Regions from separate parts of the Gossypium arboreum genome. Here region 1 is linked to region 2. The links are chromatin contacts, called in public Hi-C maps. All regions are on one chromosome and are shown on one strand. The core of a region is the stretch at or near the end of the contact, and the rest is flanking DNA. Distances in the headings are between cores, read along the strand shown.

Evidence for each region. A called contact is a pair of places that touch in the nucleus more often than the background predicts.
Region 1: a contact with region 2 is called in a Hi-C map of leaf, with 2.4 times the contacts expected there. The contact joins the promoter of LOC108456292 here to the enhancer-like site in region 2. A contact is called at or near these places in 2 of 5 Hi-C or Micro-C datasets (both in leaf).

Annotation. Positions count from the first base shown.
Region 1 is chr9:13,501,959-13,505,157 of ASM2569848v2, forward strand. It overlaps LOC108456292 (18.1 kDa class I heat shock protein-like), which reads left to right and starts at 1,672. Exons shown (of 1, transcript XM_017754887.2): 1 at 1,672-2,395. The coding sequence starts at 1,748. The coding sequence ends at 2,233.
Region 2 is chr9:13,282,025-13,285,377 of ASM2569848v2, forward strand. No RefSeq gene overlaps it. Among protein-coding and RNA genes, the nearest start is that of LOC108455176, 9.2 kb to the left of the region's middle. Within about 2 kb of position 1,702, at least 1 of the 2 cell types and tissues checked has an H3K27ac peak or open chromatin away from gene starts, as enhancers often do. A contact at or near this core is called in leaf, where this site is marked.

The sequences.
Region 1 (3,199 bases), core at 422-2,921, 220 kb after region 2:
AGCCATATAATTCTAAAACGGTTCTAAATTTCTTATTATTTCCCATAGTTAATTGTCTCACAGCCTATTTTGACAATTGAGTTTTGAACTTAAATCGACTAATTTCACTTGAAATGGCAAATCGCTGAAGGGAAGTAGACGAAAAAATTGAAGAGAAAAATCACCAAATTGTTGAGAGTTTCATTTTTGAAAAGACTAGAAATGGCTAGGGCCTTTTTCTTTTTGTCAACAAAACTACTGCTAGCTGTTTTTGATACAAAGATGAATCCTAGGCCGGGGACGCAATGAAGGGAAGGGAAGGAGAAGGAGAGAGCGTTTAGCAAGTTCTGATGCTGGGATGTGAAGAGGAAAAACTTCGGAAAATATCTTACTGAAATAAAAAGGGTAAGACATTTTCCCCAAAAAAGACCTCCTTTTCCCGTGTTTTGTATAATGTTTTACCGTGGAAAATTATTTTCAGCCAAACAAACATTGGAAAAGGCTGAAAAGCTTTTACAAAAAAGCTTTTACAGGTAAACAAACGGAGCCTAAAACTTTTCCAATAATCATGCTAAAATAGATTTTCCTTTTAATTGTTAGGAAGTTACTTTTTTAAAAAAATTATATGTTTAACTATTTGGACTGGTGATATCACTGCAAAAGTAGAGAACCAAATTATGTCAAATTAAAACATAAATATTAAATCTCAAATATGAGTACAATAAAAGAATAAAATATACTTTGACTATTATTTTATATTAAAAGAAAAAATAAAATAGTTGTATATGTATCATGGAGAAAAGCCTAGGGAACCGATTTTATTCAAGATACATAATTTTTCTTAGAAAATATAGTTTTAACCCACAAAAAGTTATCTCTATATGATAAGTTAAAAGTGTGTACTTTTCAAAAAATAAAAATTCAACCTCAACATTTTAACTAAAATTGTTGTGGATAAAAACAATATAAATCAACTAATGTTATTAAAAAAATAGAATACAAAATATGTCAAATTAAAATAAAGATTAAATTTCAAGTGCGATTCTAGTAGAGAGATTCGACTTGAAATTTGACCACTATAGAGGTATAATAAAATATTAAAAATAAATATTTAAAAAGAGAGTCATGATAATTTTTAATATTATTTATGTAATAAAAATAGTACACTGTCAGTGTACTAAATACTCACTTTTTTATTATATTCTAAAAACAAATGACATTCAACCCATACCCACTTTTAGAAATTTTTTACTCAAAAGGTAATTATCATTTAAAATTTTTGACTGAATTTAATATAATTAATTAATCTAAAAAGAAGTTAAATAAAAAATACATTAATAAAATTAAATAATTAATTAAAAAATCACTCGCCACTTTTTCAAAAGAGTTAATTTGAATGTATGTCAGTTATAAATTTTCTTTAATTACGAGCAATTTGGCCCAAGCAACAAAACCATGGGCCCAAAGAGGACATTACAGGCTTTTCAAGGTCAGAAACTGACATCCATTAGGGCTTGGGCCTGCTTCATTTCCATTTTCTGGAACATCTCTCGGAACAATGACAGATGCTTACGCAATTAATTTATCCATAAACTTCTGGAACTTGTATTAGATAATGTTAAAATAATACTTGTCGACAACCTAACTTCTTTAGTGATTAAAATGCAAGAAATTATAACGACAGAAGATCGTAGAAGAACATATGAAACTATTAGTTTCATAGTAAAAATCAAGAAAGTTCAAGAGACAGCTTATTCATCCTTTAAATATGATAAGTTCCATTTGTACATTATATTCATCATTACTGTATTCCCATTTCATAGAATCCAGAAGAAAGATGGCTCTCATCTCCCAATTATTTGGCGATGAAATTTACGACCCTTTCCTTTCAATGGTCAACAAATGTCCAGTCCTTAACACCCCAACAGATTGGAAAGAAACCCCAGAGGCCCATGTGTTCATATCTGATCTTCCGGGGCTCAACAAAAAGGAAGTGAACGTTGAGATTGATGATGAAAGGGTGCTCAAAATATATGGAGAAAGGAAGGAGGATAAAGATGATAAAAATGTTAAGTGGCATAGAGTTGAGCGTTGCAGAGGCGAGTTCCGGAGGAGTTTTTGGTTGCCGGAGAATGTGAAGACCGATGGAGTTAAGGCATCAATGGAGGATGGTGTGCTTGTGGTGACTGTCCCCAAACAAGAAGTGAAGAAACCAGAGAAGAAAATGATTGAGATTGAGGAGATCAAGTGTTGAGTGGAAGAGATTTGAGAAAATTTTCATGTTTGTTTCAGTGTTTTCTTTGGTGTGTTTCATGTGTGTTGTTGTTGCTGCATTTTCATGTAATGTGTATGCTTCTGGCATGTAATACATGCATGTAAAGTTATGAATAAAATGTTTACTGGTTTCTTTTGAGAACGCCTTGTTCTTAGAACTTAACTCAAGCCAAAATTCTCAGTAAATCACAGAGAAAAAACCTTTGAAATAAAATACATATAAGATAACTTGAAGATAATGGGACATACACAAAAATCTCATTCGAAAAGTTAGAAGACTTGAGTAAAAATATAGATTTGAAAAGTGAGTTTGAACGAAAAATAAAACTTGTTTTCTTAAATAAGTTAGGTCTTAAGTAGGATTTTTTGACTCAGGTTGAATCAATTGTTTTGTTGTTATTTCGATGATATTTTGTTGCCATTTCGTTGCTAATTTGTTATCATTTTTTGTTACTATTTAGATATTGTATAAATTTTATTTTATTGTTAATTTTATTACTATTTTAGAAATATTTACTTGCTAAGTTGTAAATATAGTACTATTATTTTTTGGAAGGAGTATTAGTATTATTTAAGTATAAAGATTTTGGTTAATTCATTTTCTATTTTGTTGAGAAATATTTATTTTAATGTTCTTAGTGTATTTTATGTATTATATTTTTTAAACTTGTTTTATATAAAAATAATAATCTAAAAAATTAATATAGACGAGTCAAGTCAAGCTTGTTTTAGCATTTTTAATTTATGTCAGACTCGGAAAAAAATTAGATCCATTTTCTAGACAGAGCCTGGACTTAAAATTTTTCATTGATCTAACTTAAACTTGACTCAATTTGACTCATGATCATGTCTAAATCAACCCAAAATCATGGTAAAAAATTGAATAAAAAATTAGAAAAGTTCAAAATTTTGTTTTTGGTTGAACTAAGTCTAATCATCTTAAATA
Region 2 (3,353 bases), core at 452-2,951:
AGCCCTAACACTCCTGTTTCTCAACGCACATCTTTAAGTGGCTTGCTTAGAATGAAGGTGGTTGCCAACCTTGATGGTTATCTCGGTCTACCCATTCCGATTGGTAAGAAGAAGTCAGCGGCTTTTCAAAGTATCTTAGATCGTGCCGCTAGTAGGATTGAGAGCTGGTCAAAAAGATTACTTTTGTATGGTGGAAAGGAGATTTTCATCAAGTCTATCCTGCAGTCTATTCCTACTTACGGGTTCTCTGTTTTCTTTGTTCCTAATGGCGTCCTGGAGGAGCTTCAATCTTTGATTTTCCGTGTGTGGTGGGGGGGAAGATAAGAAAAGAGGCTGGCATATATTATCTTGGGACCGCTTGTGTTACCCTAAAGGAATGGGGGGTCTCGGGTTCCGGGATTTGAGGCGCTTTAACGTTGCGTTGTTAGGTAAGCAAGTGTGGCATCTTATGTGCTGTCGGGACACTTTGTGCTTGAGAGTTTTGAGCGCAAAATACTTTCCATATGGGGATGTCTTTCATCCTAAGCGGATTGACAAGCCATCTTTTACTTGGCAAAGCATTACAAAAGCGGCTAGTTTACTGTACGAGGGCTTCGGCTGGAATGTCGGTAAGGGAAGCAGGATTGATATTTGGCACGACAGGTGGGGTTTTGAAGGGCTTTCGGGTGACTCGATTGGGCTGCGCAGGAGGGAGGTCCAAGAGGAAAAAGTGTGTGACTTGCTGAACAGTGAGAAAGATGACTGGAACGAGGGACGAGTAATTGCGATCTATGGTAAAGACTTGGGGACCAAATATGTAAAATCCCCATTATTCATAATGGCCCTGAGGACTCTCAGATCTGGTTCCATAACCCCTTTGGCTCTTACTCGACTAAGTCTGCTTATTCCTGGCTGACGTTGAAGCATGTAGGGTTTGGCCCTCATCGGGTTTTTTGGAAGATCACGTGGAAACTACAGACTCTTCCTAAGATTAAGATTTTTTTTGGCGTTTGGGACACGACATTCTGCCTACATACGAGAATATATCCAGTATTAGAAGGGAGTTTAATAGTAATTGTCCAAGGTGTGGGACTGTTATGGAGACTCTGATTCATGCTATGAAAGACTGTCCTAAGGCTAGAGCGGTGCTAGCTTATGAATGACTGAATAATAACTTGTTGGAAGGCTGCTACGGTCAGTGTGTGGACTGGCTTGAGGATGTGGCTCGTGCGCTGGACAAGAAGGCTTTTTCTGATTTCATAACGGTGCTTTGGAATATTTGGAACAGCCGCAACAATAAAGTTTTTCGGGATGTAGAGGAGGAGGCCAGAATGACTTGGGAAAGGGCTGCTGGGTTAAGCCGTGAATTTCGTATTTTTAACTTCCTGGAAAAACCGATGATTCCTAAGCCGACTATGGAAAAAGGGTGGGCGAAGCCCGGTCTGAGAGTGATTAAGATAAATTTTGACGCTACTACGATGGGAAGAAAGATGAGTTTTGGGCTTGTGGTAAGGGACCATGATGGTTTTGTCCTAGGCGGTCGAGTGGGCGTGTTGGAGAAGAACGTCCAAGCCGAGTGGGCCGAGTTTGATGCACTGGAAGAAAGCTTGAATTTTACGCGGACAAAAAATTGGCGTAAGCTGGGGTTTGAGTTTGATTGTGTAAGCCTGGTGAATCGGCTAAATAGGATGACGGTTGACTTTTCAACCATGGGCTACTGCATCAGGGAAAGTATTAAAATATTGGATCCATGTGTTTACTTTAAATTTGTTTGGGCTCCACGCTGTTGTAATAATGCGGCTGATTACCTTTGTAAGTGGGCTACTGCTCAGAATGGTATTACGGATTTTGACGTGGATTATCCTTTGGAAATCCATGATATTATTTTGAGAGATGCAATAAATTGAGGTTGACCTTCAGGTCTTTTTATATCAAAAAAAAAAAGAATGTCGCCTGGTAGTAGTTCGTGAGCTTAAGCAACTTCTTATTGCTAACGTCCCAGATATTGTTTTTCTTTGTGAGACTAAAATCAAATCTAATGGTTTCCAACCTATTCGTAATTTATGTAGGATGGAGGGCTGTCTTGCGGTCGATTCGAAGGGAAAGAGCGGGGGGCTGGCGTTAATGTGGAGAGCAAGCGTGAATGTCTCGATCCAGAACTATTCAAAATTCCATATCGACTGACTGGTTCGACTAGAGGATGATGCGGTGCTTAGATTTACTGGCTTTTATGGCCAGAGCGATTCTAGTCAAAGACAGCAGGCCTGGAACATGTTGAGAAGAGTAAGCGATAAGGTTACTGAAGGCTGGATTGTTAGGGGTGACTTCAATGTCATCCTGAATGACTCGGAAAAGGAGGGTGGCCGGTGTAAACCTAAGATTTTGATGGAGGATTTCGGTAATTTTCTGGAGGAGTTAAAGCTGACCGATGTTAAACCTTATAATGGATGGTTTATGTGGACTAACAATAGGGAAGGAGATCGGCTCGTGAAAGAGAGCCTGGACAGATTCGTTGTCTCTGATGCTACCATGGAGAAGCTTCCCTTTCTTACTTCCTTCATCGTTCGCCAGTCCAAGTCTGACCAGGAGGCTATCATGATGGATTCGGAAGGTAGTAGACCCAACAAGGCGAAGGCTGGTCAAAGGGCTTGGTTTAAATATGATACTTGCTGGGTGGATGAGTAGGAGCTTAAAGACATCATTTCAGGTATTTGGTCGAAGAAGGATTGTTCTATGATAGATAAAATGGACCTGACTCGTGATAAGTTGGGTCCGTGGCTATATCATCGCTTTAGAAGAATGACGAACAAAATCAAAAAGTTAGAGAAGGAGATTAGTCAACTCATGGATGGCGGTTCGAACGAGTGGACCACGCGTCAGCTTAAACAAGCTCGTGGAAAGCTTGGCTATCTTTATGATGTTGAGGAAAAATACTGGGCTCTTAGGGCGCGCTCCCAGTGGCTGAGGGAGGGGGGTAGAAATACTCGCTATTTTCACGTTCGGGTGTCGGGTCGTAGAAGGAAGAACAATATTTCAAAACTTAAATATTTGCAAGGGACTTGGCATGATGACGAGGAGGAGATTGGCTATATTGCTTGGAATTACTTTAATGATCTTTTTAAGACTTCGTGCAATCTTGATGTTGATAGAGACATGCAGTACATTCCTAGATGCATTGATGAGGATACAAACCGTAGGCTGAATGATGCTTTTACGGACGAGGAGATTATGAAGGGTTTTAAACAAATGGACCCTCGAAAGGCGCTGGGGATTGATGGGCTATCGAGGCATTTTTTTAAAGATCATTGGTTTATTGTGGGTGATGATGTTTTACATCTTTGTCATGATATTCTTAAGGGCGAAAAAAGTGCTGG